4 separate regions of the Mus musculus genome follow, and all the other regions are linked to region 2. The links are chromatin contacts, called in public ChIA-PET maps. All regions are on one chromosome and are shown on one strand. The core of a region is the stretch at or near the end of the contact, and the rest is flanking DNA. Distances in the headings are between cores, read along the strand shown. Region 1 holds the start of Bbs10 (Bardet-Biedl syndrome 10 (human)). Region 2 holds the start of Gm30262 (a long non-coding RNA gene). Region 3 has its middle 17 kb from the start of Gm29916. Region 4 holds the start of Glipr1 (GLI pathogenesis-related 1 (glioma)).

Evidence for each region. ChIA-PET counts read pairs in DNA pulled down with a chosen protein or histone mark.
Region 1: a contact with region 2 is called in an RNA polymerase II ChIA-PET map of memory CD8 T cells, with 5 read pairs. The contact joins the promoter of Bbs10 here to the enhancer-like site in region 2. A contact is called at or near these places in 3 of 484 Hi-C or Micro-C datasets (cortical neurons, dorsal root ganglion neurons and liver) and 5 of 115 datasets of contacts at active chromatin or transcription factors (effector CD8 T cells, embryonic stem cells, memory CD8 T cells and 1 more).
Region 3: an RNA polymerase II ChIA-PET map of memory CD8 T cells shows a contact between it and region 2, with 8 read pairs. The contact joins two enhancer-like sites. A contact is called at or near these places in 2 of 115 datasets of contacts at active chromatin or transcription factors (embryonic stem cells and memory CD8 T cells).
Region 4: a contact with region 2 is called in an RNA polymerase II ChIA-PET map of memory CD8 T cells, with 24 read pairs. The contact joins the promoter of Glipr1 here to the enhancer-like site in region 2. A contact is called at or near these places in 5 of 115 datasets of contacts at active chromatin or transcription factors (CD8 T cells, effector CD8 T cells, extraembryonic endoderm stem cells and 2 more).

What each region holds. Positions count from the first base shown.
Region 1 is chr10:111,297,382-111,303,485 of GRCm38.p6, forward strand. It overlaps Bbs10 (Bardet-Biedl syndrome 10 (human)), which reads left to right and starts at 1,298. Exons shown (of 2, transcript NM_027914.1): 1 at 1,298-1,526; 2 at 1,832-4,355. The coding sequence starts at 1,342. The coding sequence ends at 3,788. Gm40760 (a long non-coding RNA gene) reads left to right here and starts at 6,055. Exons shown (of 3, transcript XR_872029.3): 1 at 6,055-6,104.
Region 2 is chr10:111,576,809-111,583,825 of GRCm38.p6, forward strand. It overlaps Gm30262 (a long non-coding RNA gene), which reads left to right and starts at 6,243. Exons shown (of 5, transcript XR_380793.4): 1 at 6,243-6,690. Within about 2 kb of position 1,928, at least 60 of the 459 cell types and tissues checked have an H3K27ac peak or open chromatin away from gene starts, as enhancers often do. A contact at or near this core is called in CD8 T cells, effector CD8 T cells, liver and 1 more, where this site is marked.
Region 3 is chr10:111,097,727-111,104,040 of GRCm38.p6, forward strand. No RefSeq gene overlaps it. Among named protein-coding and RNA genes, the nearest start is that of Gm29916, 17 kb to the left of the region's middle. Within about 2 kb of position 4,710, at least 141 of the 459 cell types and tissues checked have an H3K27ac peak or open chromatin away from gene starts, as enhancers often do. A contact at or near this core is called in memory CD8 T cells, where this site is marked.
Region 4 is chr10:111,994,522-112,001,339 of GRCm38.p6, forward strand. It overlaps Glipr1 (GLI pathogenesis-related 1 (glioma)), which reads right to left and starts at 2,743. Exons shown (of 6, transcript NM_028608.3): 1 at 2,337-2,743. The coding sequence starts at 2,510.

The DNA.
Region 1 (6,104 bases), core at 48-2,547, 280 kb before region 2:
TTTACTTGATACTTTATATTCTTTTAAAATAAGTGGAGTTTATACATATTTTATACATTAAAGATGAGGCTCAGCATATCTAAATGACCCCAAAAACTACACAGTAAGAATAAAGGCGGTCTGTCTTTCTCAGGTAAAAGCCTCCTGAATCACGACTACACAGTGCACTTGATTGTACTGTTTAAATGTTTGAAATATCCCACTATTTCAGTCTAAAGATAATGTCCAGTGATGAATGCAACCAAGAAAAAACACTGAAGCAGTATCATTAGACACTGAAATGCTGTTCTCCTCCCGGTCGTTTACTACTGAGTTATTGAGGAAACCTCAGGAAGGCTTTACTCATGATTTTGTCTTCCTTTCACCTCATTCTAACTTGTCCCTCAGAATCCTCTTGCCCGTGTGGGGTAAGGACACTGCTGTCAGTGTTAAACGTCATTGAATATCTATCTACAAGATCACTTTCCTGCTAACATTGACAGCTTTGTTCTGCATTCATTTCTTGTGGGTATGACAGCCTGGGTAATGATCCACCATGAGAATTTTGTGAGTAAATGACAAATACTTGGCTGTACTTCGAGTTAGAAACAGTACAAAAACTAACTTATCCACCTCGGAACTTTAAAGGTTTTTTTGGTTTTGTTTGTTTTGTTTTGTTTTACCAACTTGTTTGTTTTAAATGAGGAAAGCAGAGACAGATGGTCTCTGGCTGAAAGAAGCCCTTTAGCTATGAATCCAGCGCTCGTGCGCTCCCTAAAGCCTTTGTGTTTTACTGGGTGAAACATTTCTGCTTTGGGATGGTATACAGTACAAATGACAAATACAATTGATCATCGATGTGAATAAAAGGCAAACATCTACTTCTGCTCAAGTGGTTTAACTAGGTGGGGTTTCGTCCATACCTGAACACACACAAGGTAGCACACCCCAGCGGAAGCCACGAGCCTAGAAATGGCTATGCCCAAGCTCTCTCCGCCTGCCCTGCATTCTAAAACCGTTTGCTTGAAGGCAAGGAGAGCAAACTACACGGCAGGGGCACTAGAGAAGTAAGCTCGAGATGGGGCGGTAATCACGCCCCCGAGCCCGAGCCCTTCCCTGCAGAGACCTAGCGGTTGCAGTGGCCAGGGAGGCCCGCGGGACGTGAACCAGGAAAGTAAGGACGTCCCAGGACCACTCGAGTCTCCGCCCACCGCTGGCGGGGCTCCACCCCACCGAGGGGCATAGAGCTCTTCCGCCAATCGATGCCAAAGCTACTGCTCTTCCGCCGTTTTCCCCGCCTCTTCCGTTTCCGCCCTTCTGCGGGCCTGACCTAACGGAAGCGTTACCCGTGGTTCCTTACCCATGGCGTCCCAGGGGTCGGTGACGGCGGCTTTGCGGGTGGCCGAGGTGCTGGAGAGCATCGCGAACCGCTGCGTGGGGCCCGAGGGCGGCCAAGTGTTGTGTACGAAGCCCACCGGCGAGGTGCTGCTTAGCAGGGATGGAGGCTGCCTCCTGGAGGCGCTGCACTTAGAGCATCCCTTAGCCAGGTACCTCACTTCTCCTGCCCTCCACTAGGCGCGCATCTCCCTCAATCTCCCATCCCATCCTGAGGCCGTGGACCTGGATAAAACCAGTGTAGACATCAGAGAGCTGCCCAAACTACTAGTCCCGAGCCCCAAACCTCATCACGTGCACAGAACACTTCTTACTCTTTCCCCATCCCTGAATGAAGTAGTTAAAGGAAAAGTAAAGCAAAGCCTATATGTCAAAAGGACAATCTGTGTGCCTTATAGCTATGAAAATGTGGATTTAACCCAGAAAATCTGAGTTATTTTTTTCCCTTCCTATACAGGATGATAGTGGCGTGTGTTTCCAGTCACCTTAAAAAGACAGGAGATGGTGCTAAGACATTTATTATTTTTCTTTGCCATTTACTCAGAGGACTTCATGCAATCGGAGAAAAAGGAAAAGATTCATTCACTTCTGAAAATATTCAGAGCCATGAAAGGCATTGGAAAAACTGTTGTCAGTGGAAATCTATTTCCCAGGCTCTGCAAACGTTTCAGACACAAACCCTAGGTTGTATTGTAGACCGGAGTTTAAGCAGGCACTACCTGTCTGTCTTTTCTTCATCCACTGAAGGAAGAAAACTGTGCAGGCACTCGCTAGAGTTGCTCCTGGAAGCATACTTTTGTGGAAGAGTGGGAAGAAACAATCACAGATTCATTTCACAGTTGATGTGTGACTACGTTTTCAAGTGTATGGCTTGTGAAAGTGGGGTTGAAGTATTTGAGTTGTTGGATCACTGTTTTGCAGAGTTGAATGTTGGCGTGACAGGCCTTCCTGTTTCAGATTCTAGAATCATAGATGGCCTTGTGCTTCCCAGGGACTTTTCTATGTACTGCCCAGCAGATGGTGACATTAGGATGGTGATAGTAACAGAAATCCTCCAGCCTCAGTTTTCATCGGCTGGCTCGGAGTTTGTTCTCAATTCAGAAACACAGTTTCAGGCATCTCAGTGCTGGATCACGGACAGGACAAAAACAGTAATGAACCACTTGCGTGGTCAGAATGTAAAACTGCTCCTGACCAGTGTGAAGCAACCAGACCTGGTTATTTACTGTGCAAGACTTAATAGCATATCAGTGGTGGAGTGTTTATCAGCCGAAGAAGTTTCCCTTGTCCAGAGGATCACTGGTCTTTCTCCTTGTGTCCTACCAGAGGTTGCTTCACAGTGTGAAATTTCTGATAGTACTTTGGTGAAGTTTTGCAAGCCCCTCATCCTTAGATCCAAGAGGTATGTTCATCTCGGCTTGATTAGCACATGTGCATTTATACCTCACTCTATGGTCCTCTGTGGACCGGTTCTGGGTCTTGTTGAACAGCATGAGAGAGCTTTTCACGGAGCATTTAAGATGCTTCGGCAGCTATTTACTGACCTTGATCTAAATTACATCATACAAACCAAACAGCAATGTAACCCAAGTCCTCTTGCTTATGACAATAGCAGAGAGCGTAATCACTCACCAGAAACTGATAAGTATCAGGACATAGTAGCAAAGAGCAAAAATAAATTGGAAACTCAAACACATTTAGAAGTATATTCAGGTTTGGGGGCTTCAGATACAGAATTGAGAGCAGGTAAGCCGTGGTCAGCACACAAGAAGACACCAATAGCTCCATCCCAAACAGATGAAATGCTGAAGTGCTTGCCTCCAGAAAGAAGCGGGATAATTGATAACTGTGACCTGTCAATTGAGAATCATTCCACTGGAAATCCTACAGCAGAAGACACTGGAACAGAAATTTCTTTCGAACACTTACAGGTCTCAGATAATGCCGGAAAGGGTTACACGCTGCCAGTGATGCGCAAGTCACTAGATACCTGTACTTGTCAGGGTTATTGTTCATCCACTGTGCCAGCAGGCTGTGTGCTGCCAGTGGGTGGAAGTTTTGAGATTTTGATGAGTTACTACCTTCTCAGCTATGCCAAACAATGCCGACAATCAGATGAAACTGTCATCAGTATGTTAATAGCTGATGCTCTTCTAGGCATCCCTAAAATCCTTTATAAGCCTAAGAAGGGAAAGGACAGTTTCCCACACATATACATGCGGTCTCTCCATGCACTGCAAGCCAGTCAACCCATGGTAAGTGGTCAATCAGGGTTCGAGTCAGTAGCTGGTAAGTACCAATTACTAACTTCAGTTCTTCAGTGTTTGATGAAAATATTAACCATTGATTTAATAATCAACATCAAGAGGCAACCTCAGAAAACTGCTGACCAAGAATCAGAAGACGAATTTTAACACTCAGTTTTCTGTTGCTCGAACTTTCAGTCTGGGGCCAGAGAAATGGCTCAGTGGGCAAAGGCATTTAATGGCAAACCTGACTGACTGCCTGCGGTCATCACCCAGGGTGGAAGGAGAGGGTGAAGTCCTGAGACATGTCCTTTGTTGTACACACATGTTCGCAGACAAACACTAAACGTTAGGAAAAAAATGTATTCAGCTCAAGCTAAATATTAAAACAGGCTTCTGGCTGACTGAAGTCAACCCAGTCCTTAAGTCCATTGAGTCCACCAGACCATTCAGACAACAGGTATCAGCTCTATGGAACAAAAACTGGCTAAATCTGTCTCCTTGTCTCTGGTCTGCGCTAGTCTGTCTAAGGGAGCTTGCCTCTATAGCTCCCTCTTCTGTACCTTTTCCCACTTTGTTTCCTTGAACTTTCTGTATGTCATAGAGTCGTGTAACCTCCCCACTTGAACGAGGTCTTCACATGCCATCTTACATTGTTTGTGAACATGAGTATAAAATGTTATCTCTTATGTAAAGCAGTAAATAAAAGTCAATTTTTCTTTGTAAGAAGCATGTAAGTTAATTGTCCTTGTGGTTGTCATTTGGTTTATTTCTAGTTATTGAAAACGGTTGGTTGGGGGCTGGGGAGATGGTTCAGCAAGTAGGACCATTTGCCACCCAAGCCAGGCAACCTGAATTGGAAAGAAAGAACCAATTCCACAAAGCTCCACACGTACACTGTGGCACTGCACATGCACATGCATGCACGTAAACAGTAAATAATTCCAAAATCTGCACCTTTGAATACCTGTTCAAAAATAGGACTATTCATTGTGAATTCACCTTTTATAATTAGAAGTTAATGCCAGAAAAGATGGGGAATTCGTTCCTTTCGTTTTCTCCTGGCTCCTAAGTCTTGTAAGGATTCTGTACAGTTGCTAGTTGTTCTTTGTTTCAGTGCTTGCCAGATTTCAGTAGCAACAAATAATTTGACAGTTATCTCTAGTGTAGATCACAAGTGCTTCCCTGTCACTTTATTGTGTGTGTAGTCATAAATAAGGACAGGGTCTTCTCCTTTTAGTAACTGTAACACCCAAAAGAATGTTTTGTTTACACCAGTGTTTAAATGTGCTTGTTAAGTAACAGTGTTATCTCAACCCATGTCCATGCTCCTAGGTTATTCATTCAATAAATAAATTCTTAACTGTGCAAATACTAGGCTGGACAGTGAGTCTGATATGCTCTTGTGCACTTTCTACAAAGTTAATAGGTAGGTTGATGACTTCTGACTGGATTTAGGAAAAGTAAAACAAAAACATCTTTATATTTGAAAGCCTTCTGACGAATAATGTTTGTAAATTGTAGTGGCCTGGGGTAGCTCTGGGAAAGGGGTCTGCTGCAGAGGCATGAGGATCCTGGGTCTGAATCTCCAATATCTACCCAGAAGCCAGGCTTCGGAGCATGCCTCTGACCCTGCCGCTGGGCATGGCGGTCAGGGTGGTGACAGGCAGATCTCTGGAGCGTGCCTGCCAGCCAGACTAGCCAACTGATTGCTCCAGGTTCAGTGAGACCTCACTCTTTCAAAGTAACTGGAGAGCAATAGAGGAAGTACAGCCAAAGTCAGCTCCCTCCCCCCTCCATATGTGCATTTGCAGTTGAATACCACACACACATACATACACACACATATGTACAAACGTGTATCATGCCCCACAGTATCTTCATACAGAACCCAGATCTTATGTTACATATAGCAGTGCCTTAAAAGTTTATGCCATATGATGCATTATTTCAATTTTGTTGAAATAGGGAAGATGATCTCAATTCATAGATGAATGAATCTACATTAAATCACTGTACGACTTCTCTGTTCATTTTTAATTGGCTGACAAGTTATTTTGCTTCATTTTCTATTTTATTGCTTCGAATATTCTTCAGCCTTGCAGTAGTCAGACTTCGGTAAACTGAGTTTGTCTTTGAAAGGTTGGCACCTGGTGTTCCAGTTGCGAAGTGACTTTACGGTAAGAGTATGCTCAGGGCATATTTGGTGAATAAATTAGCCACATGGTGCTCATACCAAACTTCATGGGGTAATAATTTTCTTAAAAATTTCCAAGGACAAAAAATCTCGGTAGGCCAGAAGGTGTAGAACAAAGCACTTATGTGTGACGGCATGTGCCTGTGACCCTAGCACTGGAAGGGTGGAGGCTAAAGGGTCAGGAGTTGAAGGCCAGTCTGGGCAAAGTGAGACCAACTGAGAAGGAGATCCGGCATGTGGGGGGCGGGAGGGGAAAACAGAACGATGTAGAACTGCTCTCTAAAATA
Region 2 (7,017 bases), core at 678-3,177:
CTTCCATTAACACAAATCACTGGAAGAGAGGCCGTCTGTCAACACACCTGCATAGACTCTGACACACACAGTCCTCTTCTATTTTTAGTCTTGCTCAATATGCCAAAGAGATTTATACTTCCCTGCTAGTAGGCAGGCCCAGTCTCATTTCAACACGTTCCTACAAACCCCCTAACGTCCCCCAAAATCATTTACTGTTCATTGAAAAAGTGTCCACAGTTTCTGTTCTTCCCCAATAGAACAGAGGTATCATTTTGGAGTTTCTACGTCCTATTGGGCCAGGGGTTAATTGTATTACATGTGTGTCTTCTCTCTAGCTAATTGGTCTTTGCCAGTGTATTCCAGCCAATCCTTGAATGGCAGAGGGGAAATTCCCTTCACTATTCCATATGTAAATGGGAATCTCAGAGCTCTAGGATGGTGACAAGAAAAATTAGGCAATGTAAAGGGTGTGAGGTATTCGCCAGAGAAGATTGCTCAGACTTCAGTTTGAGCCAATAGAAAGTTTTAGTTGGTCTGTGTCTACACGGGGTATTCCAGATCTCAGGGTAGCAGTGAGCCTTCTTGGGGTGAGATTTTAAGCACAAAATCCATCATTTCCTGGGTTGACATATTTCAGTAATAAGAACAGTTAGATAAAAATGGAACTACAGAAACAAAAAAAGCAAGGTTAGTTCATTTAGAGACATTCCCAGAACTATAGACTTTGGTGGACTGGGTCTTTATTTTCATTTTTGGCAGGAGGTGGTGTCTACATGCTGAGTTTTAGGGCCTGAATAGTACTTCTATCATGGAGTCAGTTATGCTAAGGTCTGGGAGGTTTACTAAGGCTTAAAGCCCTTTCCAGTGATAAACTCTCTTGATATCGGAGATGATCGTTAATTAAATGTTTACTCGTGTTGTAAGTTAGTCTGTTTTCTTTGTTTTTTAGGGTTCCCTTTCCGGCCTTTCTAAATTTGTTTCTTCAACTTAAATTTTTGTCCCCGATAACTTTTTAAGTTGAAAAACTCATGTAGGTAGATAGGGTATACCGTTTGCTTAATGGTGGACGATTTGTCAAATAAACAAAACAACAAAGAACAACAACAACAACGATATCTGTCCCAGCTAGAGGATCCCACTCCATGCTCCAAAATTCAGTTTTGCTCTAGAGACTTCTGAGCAGCCAATGTGCGTGAGTGTGTGCCTGCCTGTGTGTGTTCATGTGCACATGTGTGTGTGTGTGTGTGTGTGTGAGATGTTTGTGGGTACTCATGGAGTCTAGAGGTATTGCATCCCCAGTAGCTGTAGTTACAGGCAGCTCAGCCACCTGACATGTGAGCTGGGAATTGAACCAAGCTCCTCTGGAAGAGCAATGCACACTCCTAACTGCTGAGCCATCATGTATTCAACCTCCATGCCTTTCTTGATTCCTTTTGATGTCTTGGGTAACGATTACCAGCAGGCAACTCTGGCAACCGACGGCTCTACCTGACCTTGCCATCATGTAGAATTGAAGTCTTCGGCTCCAGAGAAGGGCTTGCCAACCCCAGCTTCTCATCCTCACGGATGTGGGTTTTTTTGTTTTTTTTGTTTTTAGTTTTTTTCTGAGACAGGGTTTCTCTGTGTAGCCCTGGCTGTCCTGGAACTCACTCTGTAGACCAGGCTGGCCTTGAACTCAGAAATCCGCCTGCCTCTGCCTCCCAAATGCTGGGATTAAAGGCGTGCACCACCATCGTCTGGCTCCTTACAGATTTCTTGTTCTTACTTTTTTGGTCATGTATTTCCTCTGAGACTTCATTTCCTTTTCCCCATGTCTATCATCAACTTCCGTGGTTCCCCTGACCCCGACTTTTCTGTCTTGTGTAGGCAGGGACATGATCTACAGGTTCAGTTTTTCTCCAGTTAACACCCTGAGCCCTTTCACCTCCTCTGTCATATCCTTCCAGAGTCTCCTGTTTCCTCCAGTGTGACTTTTACACTGCCACATCAAAGCTTCTCTCCGAGTGCTGCTAGATAAAAGGTCATTCGACTTTGTCACTGCAACTTTAATGTCTTTGATGTTTGCTAGACTTTCAGTTCTACCTAGCTTTATGTGTTTTTCAATATAAGGCTTTTTCGTTTTCTACCATCACCTTTTTTTTTTTTTTTTTGGAGGGGGGGGGATTTAATTTTTTAATTTTTAGTTTAATTTTATTTACTCTAGTATGGAAAAATTCCAATACACACAAAACCACAGGGAATAGATTCATAAACTTCCTGTCTAACCCTTAGTTTATGTCCAATCTTGTTTCATCTACAGTTTCTGCTTCACACCAATTATTGTAAATGGACCCAGTATATTATATTATTTTTATCTATAAAGGTTATATGCCACCTGAATGATGATGATTCTTCAAAGTCAACCACGATAGCATTATATGAGCAAAAAGTTGATAATCATCTCCCATTACCATCAGCTTACCTACTCCCCTGATTGCCTTTTGGCTTTTTGGGTTGAATCAGATTCATGCATTGTGATTGACTAAGACTGCTAGTAAACTTCTCTGCCGGTAAATATCCCCCATCTCAGTATGGCCAGCTTCTCTGAATCCTATCAGAGAATCAGGATTTGGGGGAGGAGTCCTGTGTCAATCTGCACTCTTGTCTTTAAAGCTATTAGTGTCTGTAACCATCACCCCCTCCCCCCAAACCCCTTCTACCTGCTGGTCTCCTAGCAACACTGTGTCTTCTCCCTCCTAAGGTAATTCAACAGCCCCTCCTTGGTTGCCTCCTCAGTGAATGCTCTCCTGTTTTCAGCCTTTTCCCAGTGTCCTTAGCTTCTCTCTGACTGTTTTCAGCTCAGTATATAAACATGTTCAAGGCTCTGTCAACTGTAAAAACAAACCAACCAGCCAAATAACACATACCGACTCCCAAAGTTCTTTCAGGCCAGTGTTTTGCTTTCGTCTCTCCTGTTCCTTTCAAAGGTTTAGCTTCTGAAAACTTCTCTACATTCACCCCCCTTCCCCACTCCTAACCCACTTCTGGCTTCAGTTTCTATCACTCCTCAGATAGTGTTTTGTTTCCTAAAGTCAACCCACCCCCCCCCAGCTAAATGCCAAGGCTGTTGTTGAAGTCTTAATCTCACTTCCTATCTTCCTGGTTCGAGATGGTGATGAAGCCCAGAGCTAGGAGGCAGGAGGCAAGAGGTGAGCCCTCTGCCACTCTAACACCTTTTCAGGGCTCCTGCTTCTTTGGGACAATCTCCAGCTTTCAAAAGTTGGTCTTTTCTGGTGTTCCATCTTTCTTTTTGGTTGGAACGTCACTTTTTTTTAATCCTTAAATTTATTTTTTTTAAATATTTTATTATTTTATGTGTACGGGTGTTTGAATGGATGCATGGTAATGCCTAATGCTCTCAGAAGCCAGAAGCCAGTGCTGGGCTCCCTGGGGCTGGAATCACAGACCACCAGGAGCTGCCATGTAGGTGGTGGGGATCAAACGCAGGTCTTTCTTAAAGAGGAGCAAAAGGGCCAACATTGAGTTTCCCTCCAGTCTTTGCTTTCATATCTAAATACTATGCGAGTTCTATCGGCCTTCCCTGGATGACCTCATCTATCTCCACCAGCCTCTATCTCTGAAATCTCTCTTCTGAGATCCCGGCCAGTGTTAACTGAATTCCTACCAGACAGGCACTTTGCTCTTTAGGTAGTGCACTTGATGGCTATCTCTGCGTGTAAACTTCCCGTGCCTTCGGCATCTCCTGTCTCTGCGACCAGATGAAGCTTACTTGCTTCGTTCCTTTTTTCCCCTGGTCTCCTTCCCCTCACATCTAACGAATCACCAAGGGATACTAATCTTACTACCCCAAGCTTGTTAAGTGTTTTACATGGGGTAAATGCTTGTTAGGACAGAGCAAAACAGTGCAGAGGTTCCTCCATCTTGTATTCTTTCTGAGGTCATCTGAGGTTTAACTAGAATCTTATCTCTTTGATGGAGAATCCCATGAAAAACTACCCAACTCTATTCTAGGAATCAAAGGTCAGGGCATTCTAGCTAATTTATCTTAGCCTTTGTTAAAATTGGTTGTTTGTACGGAACCTCCTCTAGCTAACCATTTATCTTGGCTGCCCGTTTGTGCTGTGACCTCCCCACCCCCTTTGGCTGGCTGGCTAACCACTTATCTTAGCTTCTGCTAAAACTGTTTGCTTCCAACTGCTTAATCTACAAAACATCCCATACCCCCACCTCCATGCGATGGCTATATGAAGTGTCTGCCTTTAAAAAACCCTGTGTTCTGGAGACTTGAGGTCACAACCGGGTCCCCCCCAAATTCTTGGGTGTGGTCCGAGCCACTGGAATAAAGACTTTGAATTGGCTAAACTTTGTGTCTGAGTGGTCATCTCTGGCAAGCTCCCTGTCACACTGCCATAGCCACGAGGGTCATTCTGCCACCGGTCTAGTGCGCACTGATTCCTTCCCCACTCCCGAGCACAGGGCCATGTCACTGTAACCTGTAGTCCTTGCATAGCTCTGTTCCTCCAGGATTACAAAGGAACTTGGTACCAACGGGTAAAGCCGTGTTGGTAAGGGTCACTGCCCTTCCAGGCCCTTCTTTCTATTATCCTTCACCCCATACTCTACCCTCTAACTCCCATATTAATTTTTTTTAAAGGAAGTATTTTTTAAGCCTCGAAATGGGTGCAGATGCTGCTCTTTTCAATGAAGATGTCATCCCTTCCCTCTCTTTATAGCAATCGATGAACCTTGAGTCAGGGTCACATCTTCTAGAAAGTCTTCTGACCTCCAGAACCCACAATGGGCCTCAATAAACAAACAGACAGGCAGACAGACAGACATACTCCCCACTACAGGCCACACTCACCATTTTACCAACTGCTGACCTGAGAAAACCTCAGCCATGACTCCACCCTCCTCCCAGGGCATGCACCTTCTGAAAGACACGGCCTTCTCATTTTGCAGATGAAGTCTTGCAAAATGCGGTTTACCGCAGACCCTTGATGAAGATGCTATGCGAGGCATCTTCAGGTAAAAATGGAGAAACCCATCCCCATGTCAACTACTGGGGTAGAATGGATCAGTAAACCTAACTAAGAAACAGTCAACAAAGAGATTAACAACAGCACAGGGAGGCAGGAGATAAAGTCTGTGAGACTTCAGAGGACAGTTTGATTGGTGGCCTTGGTGGCATCAGTGGGGTCAAAGAGTGTCTCACGTAGGGCTCATAATGTGTGAGTTCAGCTTTGGACTTAGTTGGGCAGTGAATAAATATGGAGCTAGGTGTTGGGGCAGAGAGGTCAGAGAGAGGAAGGCAAAGACTAATTTCAGTTGTCACCCCTGGGGGTAATGACTTGACAGTTAGCAGGCCCTTTCAGAGGCAGTTTGTAAATTCTGGAAATTTCACAGTATTGACTCACAGATGTTTCGTTACGGAAAAAGGCATTACTATGGCATAGATATATTACCCCGTGTCATCACGCTGCTTTGACGATCTGGTGTTTCCTACCATTCAGAGAATCAGAAAATTGATAAAGAGTCTCTGTTCCGCACAAAGAGATGGAGTCTCTGGGCTGTGTGCAGTGGCGTGAATGAAGATCAATCAGATAATCCATGGCTTCCGAGAAATTGGTGTGGCAGGTGTGGTAAGAGGGGGAAAGGTCATGAAGACAGTGAAAGAACGGGCAATAAAGACCATGCAGCCGAAGAAGACTGGAAGGGCTATGGAAGCCACGGCCCAGGAAGCCCTCCTGACTTTGGCTTGCCGTGGAGGGAACCATCAAAGAAAGTGTGACAACTTCAGAGTGACCTTGGCCACGTGGTGTCCCAGAGATGGCTTCTATATGAGAGTGGCAGGTGATGAAATGGAGCAAGGGAATGTGACTCTGTAATTTTGCAGACTTACAGCTGGACTTCAGCGGCATTTTGCCCGTGGAGCTTTACGGTTTCTCAGAACCAGGTCAAGGGAGAAGAAAAGTAGATGAAGAAAGGGAGGAAAGAAGTCAGCCTGGCTCCATGGAATCAGTGTTGCAATTCGTACACCCTGAAACTGAGGAGTGTTATTTAATGTTTCTGGGTGGCCGCCAGTTTGGGCAAGAGCCAGGTGACATTTAAAGCCTCTGATGGCTTGAATGACCTGAGATCCTGTTTTTTTTTTTTTTTTTTTTTTTTTTCCCTGTGAAAGTATGGGTGTTAGTCCAAGATCTTCCTTCAGCCTTTGCCAAGAATCAATGAAACTGGTTTTTGACCTGCCATGGCTGACTGGAGTTAGGTTTTCACCCATCGTGGGCATTTGTATGCTATTTTCTTTAGAGAGGGGGAGAAGCATTACATTTTTTTTTTTAAATGTCCTGACACCTTTGCTTGCTTCAGTATCAGCGCTGCAGCTCGCGAGGCACACAATGCCTTGCGCGCGCGCATGATAAGAACTGAAACTATTCATTGACATTATGGCAGGGCTATTTTGAAAACATTATCTCATTTCATTTCCTAGAACATCATCAAGTCTCTGCAGCATCAGTTTCTTTAAAGAGAAGGGCTATTTTTGTTCCAACGGAAGCCAAAATATTTGAGCAAATTTTGCCCCCAGTTCCGCTAGCTTCCTTCCCCTACGTTGTGGCTCACACTGGCGCTTTTTAGCAAGCTCTCTTGAGGCAGAATCAGCGTAGTGCAAGGATTTGAAGTCATCGGCCATCCCGACTCTTTATGCAGGTAACAGCGCACTGCCTCTTGCCATCAGCAGATTTTAGATCCTTCTTGGAATTTCCTTTATCCTTATCTGTGCATTCTGACCTCTCTTCAGTCCCAACCCCACCCTTCTCATGCCTCGCTAGATAAAGCCATGTGTCACCTGTGTCAGGAATTCCCGACGGCTTTCATATTATCCAAGAGTTGGGCTGGGTTGTTCTTTCTACCTCATCTTGGGTCCCGTTTGCATCTCCGTGAACCAATTATTTTAAGCATTTGACAAGTTCCAGGTTTTTTTTTTTTTTCTCTTAATCTACTGACAAGTTCATGACTCACTTAACCACCTTTATA
Region 3 (6,314 bases), core at 3,460-5,959, 480 kb before region 2:
TCAATGACAAGAACTCTGAGTTAACTTCAATGGCTTTAAATGAAACCTTTAAGGGGAAAACTCCCGTGCATATCGAAACAAAGAAGAGCTTACACTATAGACTGAAGTGACTCTGCTGAGAAAGATGTGTTTACAGAGCAGCCTCCACTCACCCCACACACTCCATCCCCTACCCCCTACTCCTGCCCCAAGGGCCTCTGGGAGGGTGGGTTTCAGAAGGGTTCCTACCATCTTTAGCCTGCTAAGAGTGACGGGCCATGCCGAGATGTTGATATGAGCTGATCACTGTCTCCCCACAGGGAGTCTAGAATTTGGGTATTGTAGGTGTGTCTGGCAGATGCTGCCTGCATCACTAGTCTCCAATAAAATTCAGGACCTGGAGTCTCTAATGAGCTTCTGGTTTGTCAATTTTTACTAGCACTGTCACAACTTGTTAGTGGGGCGATTGAGCACCTCCGGCTCATGGGACTCATGGGAGGGGACCTTTGGGAACCTGCACCTGATTTTCTCTGTACTTATTCAGCATGCTTCTTCTTTTGCTGATTTTGCTGTGTATTTTTTTTTCAGCCATAAAAATCATAAATGTAACCATGAGTACTACTACACTGAGTCCTGAGTACCACCACACTGAGTCCTGAGTACTACCACATAGACATCTGAGTACTACCATACAGAGTGAGTCCTGAATACTCTGAAGAGTCCTGCAGCTCCTTCTAGTGATTCACCCAAACTGGTGTAGTCATAGAAACCCCTCTAAACAAAACTGAAAGAAATATATCTTTGAGCCAAATCCAACCCATGGAGTATTAGCTCTCAATCTCTAACATACAAAACGATCAGGGCAAGATGGCTGCCACCTGTTAACGGGCACGTTTGAATTCGCTGTCTCCTTGATGCCTCACAACAGCTGGAATATGTCTGCTGTTGTTGGAGTTTTTGTCTGTTTTGTTTTGTTTTGTTTTGAGATTGGCTTTCTATCCCAAGCTGTCCTCTAGGTCCCTACGCAGCCAGGGGTTTCCTTCAATTCCTGATACCCCTGCCTCCAACTCCCAAGTGCTGGGACTACAGGTATGCACCACCATGCCTGGTTTATGAAGTGCTAGAGATAGAATCCAAGGCATACAACCACTCCAGCAACTGAGTTACACCCCCAGGCCATTGAGTTTTGGGGAGTTTGTCCAATATGGATAGTTTTGAGCGCTTGTTTGAAAGTTCTGGCAGGGGACAATGTAGCTACTCGTGAACCCTTGACTTCTCACACCCTAACATCTTAAATATTAGCGGTTCTCAACCACTAATGCTGGGACCCTTTAATACAGTTCCTCATGTTGTGGTGACCCCCAGCCATAAATGTATTGTTTGCTACAAATTATTTGGTGCTATTTTGCAACTGTAGTTTTGATACTGTCGTTGTGTTTTATAAAAAAGAAAGAGACACCAGGGATATGTTTGGTGGAGGCACAGTATGGTGTGGGGGTGTGCTTCTGCGAGGCCCATGCTGAGGCATCCCTTCCCCCTGAGGGACCAGTCACAGGACTATAGTAGTGAAAAGAGTTTATTTAGGGCATGGGGAGGGGAGTTGAGGGGGTAGTAGAGACAGAGAAAGGCAGAGAAAGAGAGGCACACACACACACACACACACACACACACACAGAGCAGAGGAGTAGAGGCCAGCCATGAGCATGTGTGGGGGTGGAGGGGTGGAGAGAGAAGAAACAGAGGGGTAAGAGGGGAAGAGAGCAAGAGAGCCAGAGAAGGGCTGTGAAAGTCTTTTGTATCTGTGTATGAATAGGGTTGAAACCACTGAGGCTGACATTTCTTAGCAAAAAGAAGATAATGAAACAGGTTGCCATTTCAACCATCTTTTGAGGTTATATACTTATTAAGAATCACTGCACTGCCAGAGCTGCCTGCCTGCATGGCTACAGTCCCCACACTTGGGAGGCCGGGCAGGATGATCAAGACGGCAGCCTTAGCATAATAAGCGAGCTTGAGGCTGTTCTGGGCAACATGAGAACCTATTTAAGAAAAAAACAAAAAAAGTCATATTGCCACTGTAAAGGGTTGTTTTTGTATCTGTCTGTTTTGTGGGTGTTTTGATACATAGTAACCTCTGAATTATAAACACCAACCAGGTCCGTAAGCATCCCATTCATTTCTGCATCCACATCCCTTCATTTCCTGCTATGTGCACCTGGTGGTCATTGTGTAGAGTTAAAATGACTGACATTTGTTGACTGTGTTCAGTACTGATGCATTTCCATGCCTGTAGGCATCGATAAAGTACAAATTATTTTTATATTCGTTCTTAGGAAGGAATCCAAAGCACAGGAAGGTTCCGATCAGTGTTTAGCTGAGCCTAAAGTGTCCATCAGTTCAAGCAACAATCGACTTAGGAAGGCAAATAAGACATATTCAAATATAAACAAGCAGTTGAGTTGCCTGGTTTTCAACAAAAGGCAGTTGGGATTTGATTGGCATTTATTTCCTCCCTTTGTTTGGTTTGACATCGAAGCTGCTCTAGTGCCACCTGCTGGCCAGGATGGGGAACTATCTGACTTTCCCTGTAATTGTATTTATTCCAGCAAGATTCTTCTATATATACTGGTCATGTAACTGCAGTTTTTAAATGTCTGGCCTATGGCCCCCCCAAATAAACACTTGACGTGTATTATTTATATCTGGATAGATAGATGGCCATAATATTGATCTAAGGTAGAGCACTCCAATTTATAGTCCAATTTTTGTATATTTCCAGACACCTCAAGATAAGCATCACAATATAGAAGTACATGTGTCATGAATACATGTTTCACAAATCCTGGTATCACTATCATTTTGCATAGGATAAAAGGGAATTATTAGTGATTTTCAGAAAGCTGTGACTTCAGCATACCTTAAGCTTTGATTGTGCAATTCTTACAAAGTGGTTTGTAAGTGTGATTTTATTTTAAGATATCTTATATTATGTCTTAAAATAGGGTGTAACATCTTCACAGGGCTTTGGGGGGACTATAGTCAATGAACTGCAAAAAAAAGTGGTTCGATTATTTAAATTACAACCCTGAGGTGAACTGAATTCCTTTTCGTGTGTGCACAAATCTGCATGGCAAAGCACTGACATTTTAGGCCCGGGCATGCGTGCTTGAATGCAGCTCCCCTTCAGAGTGAGTAGAAAATGGCCGGCCCTTTCATGTACCAAAGGAAGGGTTTGCACTCTGCCCCCAACACGATTTCTACCACAGAATAAAGCCAGTACCAGAAATACAGAGGCAGGAGGGGGAGAGAATTTATTGGAAATGGAAGTTACCAACACAGAGAACAGCAAGCAACATTTAATCTAACACTGCTGGGTCTCGCTAAGGGATACATTAAAAAAAAAAATAGGCAAGTTGCTTATAGAAAGAGAACCCCTGAAGGAGAGGGGTAATGCAGAACTACACAAATTACATAGAACAACCTTCTCCCTCTTTCCCTTCTCCCCTCCTTCCTTTTTCTCTCCCCCTCCTTTCTCTTTCTCTCCTTCCTCTTCCCCTTCCCCCCTTTTTTCTCCTCTTTCTCCTCCTATTCTTCTCACTCCTCCCCTCCTCCCTCTCCTCCTCCTTTGCCTCCCACCTGCTCTCCTTCCTCCTCCTCCTTCTCCTCCCCCTTTTCCTCTCCTTCTCTTTTGCTCTCCCAAACTTTATTAATGGAAAAAACAGTGTTGGCCAAGCTATGAAGCACAATCAGTTTTCTGGAATCCCACTTGCAAACACCTGACACTTGGTTTCCAAATGCTCACACAGGAAGCGCACAAGGTTCCGGGTTGGGCTAAACAGGTAAGAAGTTGCAATCCTGATGCTCGCGTGTTCCGGCTTTGCCCAGTCTGTAATCTGTCCTTGAATAGTAATCTTTGCCCAGTAGCTACTATGCCCTCACTCGTTTTGTCTGTTAGCTTGCTGAACTCTTCTTCCCTATGTAGAATTTGAGCCGCCTGGCCAAGAACTGCATTTCTTATGTCAAAACTAGGAATTTGTTTAAAGCAACAGCATGCTCTCTTTTGTATGAGTTGCCTTAGCAGCTATGGCTTGTACTACAGTCTCCTAAAGGAACTGTGGGTTGTCTTAAGCATTCCCAAGCAGCCATGATGAGTTTGAATCTGAAGGAGGCCAGCCACAGCCATTAAATTAACCCTAACGCTGGAATTATTTACATCCATGTTGACCAATGTCCATCTTGAGTTGCAGTTTAAGTAATTTTTGACTTATCAGATTCTAACAATATGTAAAGTTTGAGGTGTCTGTGAGCAGGGCCTCTCTTCTGCTCTGTGAGCTCACCTTGGGGAACTAGGGTCTCAGATAACTCAGAAAACCACAGCGGTTGGAGCCAGTGGCTTTCAGGTTCTCTTCTCACGAACTGGAAGAATGAATTCCATGACTCACAGAGGGTGAGTTTTAGTAAGAACGGTTCTATTGCAGAAAACTCAAAAAGGAAAAAGTCAGGGTCCCCATGCCACTGGGTTCCCAGAAAGTGGGATTCCAGTGAGTCTCCCAATGAGACCTCACTGGATGGAGGCCTGGAGCTGGGGTGAGCCGATCAAGCCCGCTCCCATTCCTGGTCTCAGCCCTGACATCATATTTGGTTTCTGGGAAAAGGGTTCCTTTAGGCCAAGGGAGATAAGGCAAAACTGCTTCTATTTCCTGGCACCCGTGGCCTCTGGCCAGGACAGAACCGAAAGCACTTAGGCTTAAATATCTCTGGCATCTTTGGCCTCCAGCGAGGAGGATGCAGCTGGTGGGACCCAGAGTATTTCCTGCTTTAGCAGAGGGGAATCTGTGCGTGTTTGGAGCCGATTAATCCTGCATTGATGCGGTAGTTTCCATGTGTGGTTCTTGTTACCAAGTTTGTTTTCCAACAGTGTTTCTTTATCCAAGACTAAGCGTAAAACCAAGCCACCAATCAGCAGCTTCTTGCGCATTCCGAATCTTGAAAGGAAAGCGAACGCCTCCGAGACACTTTTCAAAGAACTTGGACCAGTCACTGCTGTGGATGTTTCTTAAATCACCTATGCCTTCAATCTTATGAGCGTCAGACTTTCTGGTCTTCAAGACAGACAATCAAGTTTCTAAATTCTGTTTCATCTTTGCAGGTGAAGCAGACAGGATTCTGGCAGCGGAATCAAAAGCTTGCTTCATTCAGAACGTGCCCCCCCCCGCCCCCCCCCCGCCCCCCCGTCTCTCAGGTTGCTGCCCCGCCCCCAGCCCCACCCAGGTGTAGTAGCCGCAAGCTGAGGGATAATATAGATAATATTGATTCTCTGATCCTTTATAGTCGTGCTTTTGTTTTGATCCATGAACTGACCGGATGTAGACTGGCCCCCTCCGCTCCTCATACTCAAATCCATGTAAGAAAGGGGAGGCTTGTAGGTGTCAGAAATGGAAAGACTCAAATTCAGAGTAGCGAGTGAGTAGTGCCAAAGCTGGGGGTGTCACGGTCACAGAGCACCCAGGATTGGCTATTGTCAAGCGGCATGGCGTGAGTCATCAGACTTCACGTCCGTCCGTCCGACCGTGAGGCAGCAACCGCAGAGAATAAGCAGCTGACTTAGCTAAGAGAAGTGCTCCGTTAGCTTCCTGAACATGAGCAAGAAGTCTGTGCTGGTCAGTATTGCGTTAGCTTGACACAGCTAGGGCAATCTGGGAAGAGAGAAAAATGCCTCCATCTGATTGGCCGGTGAGCAAGTCTGTGGGGGAGCATTCTCTTCACCAATGATCCATGTGGAATAGTCCAGACCACTCCTGGGTTGATAGTTCTGGGATGAATAAAAATAAATAAATAAGCTCAGCAACCAGGAGCAAGTTTCTAAACTGCGTTCCTCCATTACCTCTGAGTCCTGCCTGGATTTCCCTTCCTGGTGGATTATAACTTGGGTTAACCCTTTCCTCTCCCAGGTTACTCTTGGCCGTGATATTTATCACAGCAATAGAGAGCAAACGAGGAGCCTCTGGTGGGAGCCTCGGGTTTGAGAGTTCAGTCCATGCTCAGCTTGGTCTGTTGTTTTTAAGTCCGTGACAAGGCAAAAGCATCATGGGAGAAAGCTGTGACAGAAGAAAATGGTCCCCATTATGGCTGCACAATGTGAAGGAGTCTAGAACATTCTTTTAGGAGTAATTAACTCTATTTTCTTATTTTTATAGTTATCTTATTTATATAGTAATACAAAGCAAAGTTGCATGCAGAATTCATTCAGATCATTTAATAGCTTCAGTTTTAGTCCTTTTATATGCGTTTGGAGATTTATGTAAAGAGAAGTTATTAATATGTGGTCAGAGCAA
Region 4 (6,818 bases), core at 1,493-3,992, 420 kb after region 2:
AATCTCCAGAATGATTCCATTCTGACAGTTCTCCAACAGTAAAATATGTAGGAAACCATCTTACTAAGGGGATAAAAGACCTCTACACTGAAAACGAGGAAACACCGAAGTCATGCTGGAGATAACGCTAGATCAGCGGCTCTCGACCCGTGGGTTGCAACTCCTCTCTTTAAAAACATCCTTACATTACAACTCAGCAGTAGCAACATTACAGTTAGGAAGTAGCAACAAAAATGCTTTCTGGTTAAGGGTCATGCAACAGGACGAGCTGTGTTCAAGGGTCACAGCACTGGGTTGAGAACCACTGCTGTAAAGGCTGCTGGGAAGGCTGTTCATGCTCATGGCTTTGGGGAGGCATTTTCAAATGCGAGGACCACTGAAAGATGCTTACAGACCTCACTCTGCTTGTAAAGCTTTCTTCTTAAAGCTAGAAAAAAAAATCTGAAAGGACTTCTGGTCAGATATTGGAGTGCTAAAGGAATTATCAATCTGGACTTCAAAACCAGAGGGCTGGTCAAAAGCGACAGAAACGTATTGGCATCGAAACAGACAAGGAGATAATGCAAGAGGATACTAGACCAGTGGTGCTGGAGAAACTGAATATGTATGCACAAAGAAGCACAAAACCAGGTTCATACAGTGTAGAAGAAACAAATCAGAGTGTGTTACAAACCTAAATATGAGACCTGAAACTGCCACAACCAAATGTCTCAATTTTACATCTTTTTTTTTTTTTTAAATTTGTGGCTTTTATTTTTTTTTCTGTTTTGCCCAATTACTTTGGCTAACATTTCAATGTATGAAGCATAGGCAATTTTCTGAACAGGGCTTCAATGGTTCAGGAAATATGTAAGTACTGGCAAGTGAGACTGCACTGATTAGAAACCATGGGCACAGTGAAAATTAACATTACCTGAGGGCATAGCCCAAAGAATGGAAGAAAAAGTGGTCATGATGATGATACATACCTTTAGACACACGTGTCATCGTGAAGGGGTCAGAGTCAGAAAAATAGAAAGAAGCAAAGAAAGAAGGAAAGTAAAAAAAAGAAAAAAAAAAAGGCCGGGCAGTGGTAGTACACGCCTTTAATCCCAGCACTCGGGAGGCAGAGGCAGGCAGATTTCTGAGTTCGAGGCCAGCCTGGTCTACAGAGTGAGTTCCAGGACAGCCAGGGCTATACAGAGAAACCCTGTCTCGAAAAAACCAAAAATAAAAAGGAAGAAAATAGAAAATATATAGCAGCTACTCATGCATCAGCAGATTAATACCTAAAATGTATGAAGAGCTAAAAGCATTAAACCCTAAAAGGTGAGAAATCCAACAACCAACAGATGGGTTGAACACGGTCCTTCAGAGAAGCATAGCTCAACATCCTTAGCCATTAGGGAAATCTGACTGGTAAGTCCCCTGGTATGTGGGTGGAGAAAAAGCCTTACATGCTGCTGATAGGTCTGTAAATTAGCTCAGCCACTATGGAAATCAGTATCACCACAAACTATAAACATAAGACTAGCGTGTGATTCAGCTACGGCATGTTTGGGCTTGTCTCTACAGGGATGGAAGTCAGCACGTCTTGAGTATTTGCATATCCATGTTTTTTTTTTTTTTTTTTTTTTTTTTGTGGCACTACTCACAACCTCCAAGCTATGGATTACACCCAGTGGTTCCCCAAAAGATGAAAGAGTAAGGAAAATAGCTTGTGTACAGATATGTCTATATAGACAAACTGAATGGTATTGTTGAGTCGCCAAGAACAAAATTATGACATTTGCAGGGAAACAGATGGGATTGGAGATCATCACACTAAGTAGCATAAAGCAGACGCAGGCGGAAAAGCATCATGACCTCTTATATGTGAAGTGTAGAGGAAAACAACCGAAGACCACAGAAACGTAGCAGGGGAAAGCGATCAGAGGAAGAGGGCCAAGAGGCCAACGGAATGAGTGTAGCCTAAGCACACTGAATTATCATAATGAAAGACCATTATTTTACACAGCATATATAATGAAAAAAAAAAGAACCCTTAAGACACAAAAAAGAAACCTCACAAATATTAACAGGAAAAACCATGACAACAAAGAAGTCTGTTGCTCATGGCTGCGGAAAGGAAGTGTGCAGAAAGAACTGAATCATGCCAGTGGTATTGCTCAAGACAGTCGGGGAAGGTAACGGTCGACTCTGATTGCAAGCTGAGTTTACTGCACACATTCATTACAAGGAAAAAAAAGAAAGCAAATAAGAAAACCACTCAGGGTTACCCAGAAGTCACACCCAAATTAATGCAGGCAAGCTGCTTCTGATTGACATGGGCGACAAGCCCTTGCTAGTGAACTCACCATGTACAGCATATTCCGGGCTGGTGGACTCACTTTTGACCGAAGCTGGTTGTGAACTTGAACACATTCTTTAATGAAGTCCTCGTTTGTTATATCTGGCAAAGTGCTTGCTGTAAATGAAGAACTAGACACAGACGAAGCCATCCAGACTATCACAGCAAGGATGACCTGCATGGTCTCTCTGGTTGCTGCTGGACCTAGAATCCAGAGCTGCGGGGTTCTGATAGAATGCTCGGTTCTCTCAGTCTGCAGACTGTTTCCCTGTTGGAGCTCGGATTAACCCAGGGTTGTTTATGCTAGACAAGTGCTCTGCCTCTGAGCTCCATCTTCAGCATGCTGGGTTTTTTTTTTATGACCAGCTTTACAAAGCACAGCCTACTTCAGCTTGAGGAGCCTGAGAGCAGAACATGACGTCACGAAACTTACACCGGACTTCTCCATATATGGCTTGCAGCTCATGGGTTTTTTTTTTTTTTCTTCTCTTTTCTTTTCTTTCTCTTTCTCTCTCTCTCTCTCTCTCTCTCTCTCTCTCTCTCTCTCTCTCTCTCTCTCTCTCTCTCTCTCTCTCTCTGGCAAACAAATAACAAAGGTTACTTTAATGAGAGTTGAGTAGAGAATTGTTTTTCTTGTCCAGATTTATAAAACCAAACAAGGTGTGCAAAGCAACATGGTTTGTATTTTATGGTTTCAGAGAAAATGAGACTCTTCACTGTAATTGCACTGAGAATTTTTTTCCTTTCTTTTTTACCTTTTCTATTTTGAAAGGACAACATAAACCCCACTTGTGTCCATTTAAGGGCCAGGCCTGATTTTGAAAAGAAAGCCATAAGGCACCAGCTCCAGGAACAGACCATAAAATCCAGAAACAAGGACATAAAACCACCTCCCAAAGAACAGCCTGGGGACAATCACAAAAATGGGGAAATATCTTATCTCAGAATGGGCTGTCTGGGCTGGGCAGCCCTATCTTATCCTATGGTTAAACATTCATGACACAGGAATGCAGACTGCTGACCACCTGGGACTCCCTAGCACCCAGCAATGAAAATTTAGATTACCTAATCCTTTTGGAGTGTTCCCCTGGTTCCCTATAAGAAGGCCTGTGTGCCTTTGTCTGAGGTCACCATTTCAAAAAATGGCTGACACCCCCCCCCACCCCTTGGTCTTGCCAGTATATGTTCTTTGGTTGGTGGTTCAGTCTCTGAGAGCTCCCAGAGGTCCAGGTTAGTTGACTTTGTTGGCCCTCCTGTGGGGATTCCATCCTCTTCAATCTTTCATCAACTCTTCCAAAAAAGTCCCCTACCTCTTTCCAATGCTTGGCTGTAGATATCTGCATCTGTTTTAGTCAGCTGCTGGGTGGAGCCTCTCACAGGACAGTTATACTAGGCTCCTTTCTACAACCATAACAGAGTACCATTAATAATGTTAGGGATTGGTTCTTGCCAATGGGCTGGGTTTCAAGTTGGGTTGATTATTGGTTGGTCATTCTTTCAGTCTCTGCTCCATCTTTGTTCCTGCATTTCTTTAGACAGGACAAATTTTGGGCCAAAAGTTTTGTGGGTAGGTTAGTGTCTTTATCCCTCTACTAAGGGTTCTGAGGGCTAATATGCAAAATCTATAAAGAACTCAAGAAGTTAGACTCCAGCAAACCAAATAACCCAGTTAAAAACGGGGTACAGAGCTAAACAGAGAATTCTCAACACAGGAAACTCAAATGACCAAAAAAGCACTTAAAGAAATGCCTCAACATCCTTAGTTATGAGAGAAATGCAAATCAAAACAATCCCGAGATTCCCACTTTACACAAACCAGAAGGGCTAAGATAAAAAACTCAAGCGACAGCACATGCTGGCAAGGACTGGAGCAAGGGGAACACTCCTCCACTGCTGGTGGGAGTGCAAATCTATATAACCATTCTGGAAATCAATTTGTTGATTTCTCAGAAAATTGGAAATAGTTTTACCTGAAGACCCAGCTATATTGCTCCTAGGCATAATACATCCAAAAGATGCTCTACAACCCTACAAGGACACGTGCTTCACTATGTTCATAGCAGATTTCTTCTTAATAGACAGAAACTGGAAACAACCCAAATGTCCCTAAACTAAAGAATGGATATAGAAAAAATACTATTTAGCTATTAAAAACACAGACATCATGAATTTTGCAGGCAGATGGATAGAACTAGAAAATATCCCAAGTGAGGTAACCCAGAGCCAAAAGGACATGAATGGTATGTACTCACTGATAAGTGGATATTAGCCATTAAGCACAAAATACCCATGATACATCCACAGCCCCAAAGAAGTTAAACAAGGAAGGCCCAAGGAAGGATGCTTGAATCACACTTAGGAGGTGAAACAAAATAGTCACCGGAAGCAGAGTGAGTGAGGGAAATGGGTGGGAAACCAGAGGGGGAAGGGAATGGGGACAGGCATGGGGAGAGACAGGAGAGAGACCCAGAGGGTCAGAAGAATGAATAGAAATCGGTGGCTGCCCAGGGTAGGGGTGGGGAGAATCTTTCAGAAGTCCCAGAGACTTGAGATGGGGGAGGTTCCCCGTGGTCAATGCTGGTGACATTAGCAGAGATGTCTAAGAGTGGGGACATGGAACCTGAAGAAGCTCATTTTGTTCTTAACTCGGTCTCAGTGCCTCTCGGTGACAGGGTATGTATAAAACACAGATTCTTGTTTGGTGACATCAGGCTTTGACTTGGGAGGTATTCCCAAAGGAATTTCTGCAGTCTTTAGAAATAAGTCCTGTATTAGCCAGGGTTCTCTTAAGAAACAGACATGACAGAATATTTGTATTAAAGGGGATTTATTAGACTGGCTCACAGGAGGGGCCTGAGTGCTGAACCAATGTTGTCTCATGGCAGACAGCAAGGCTGAGAATCTGCTACATTTCTGTCCAACTGGGGACCTGGAGGATTCCTGAAGAGCTGCCCGTCTTCAGTTTATATTGAAATCCGAGGAAGCTGAGTCTGCCACCAACCACTGCATCAGGATAAAAGAACTTACCAGCAAGAGTGAGAGCAAGCAGGAAAAAAAAGGGGGGGGGGAGGTGCAATCTTCTTTTAGGACCTTTGTTGTGGGCTGCCACAAGAAGGTATGGCTCAGATTTAGGGGTGGGTCATCCTACTTGAAATGATCTGTTTAAGAAAATCCCTCAAGGGATTCCAGATGTAGTCAGCTTGACAGCCAACATTACCATCACAACTTTCCACTAAAAGACTTGTAAGTGTTTTTGGAAAGTCTTTTTGTTAGAATCCTGTGTGCAAACGGTGGGGAGAATACAATAAATGGTGCCCCCTTTAGCAGTGGGTGTCTGAATGAGAGTCCTATACAGATTACTTTCCTATACAGACTCAGTTGTAAAGTTGAAGTCACAAGAGACTATGTACACTAAGAGATAATGTCAATAATAATCAACTTAAACTATCAGGCTATTTACTAATACACTTGCCAGGATCACCACTCTATGCAGTGGGGCCACCAGATGCATAAAGTAAAATAAAAGGTTTCTAAAACATGGATAGCATTATAAAACGTTTATCTGAAAATAAGTAGTTATTAATAGACCAATGACTAATGACCAGAGCAACTGCACATATAGTGGACAAAGGAGGGGTGACGTTCAGGGCAGAGTAATGTTCAGTGGTGGTACAAGATTTCATGATGTTCAGAACAGTGCACAGCTTAAAGCTGATGCCGTGTTTAATTCTAGAATTTTCTATGTAATACTTCCAGATGGTGGTTGACCACAAGTAACTGAAGCTTCAGAAAATAGAGCCATGAGTAAGAGGGGGCTTTTCTCTGTGGTGAACGAGATGACTGTGCAGAATTCAAAGGGGGTAGTGAAACACACACAGACACACAGACACACAGACACACACACAGACACACACACACACAGACACAGACACACACACGCGCGCACACACACACACACACACAGAGGCATGTCTGCCTGGCAAAGGAGGGGCTGTGAGAGAGCAAGGGGGGAGGGGTGAGAAGGAAGCAGAGAGGAGGGCTGGCCTTTAGTTTTAGTTTAATTTGTTTGTGACTAGAAGCTAGCTGTGAGACCTTGAACAGCTTAGCATACTCTCATAAATTTTTAGACACCTATTAAATGAGACTAATGGTGAATGTTTCTGTCTCCTTAATCATAGAGGTTTGGGAGGATCAAATGAGCCTTAATTCAATACATTAAACTCCTACTGTGTGTATTAGACTTAACATATATTAATTATATATATTTAATTCTCTGTTATATATTATACATTATATATTATACATATATTTTCTTATATATACTAATAATATACAAATATATACTTACTCTCTTATATATTTTATTAAATATAACAAATAATATATTATGTATATTATAATATATCATAGTATATAGTTATAATATAAAATATCTTATAATATATAATATTAGCACAATATATTAGAATGTATTATAATATATTATGTA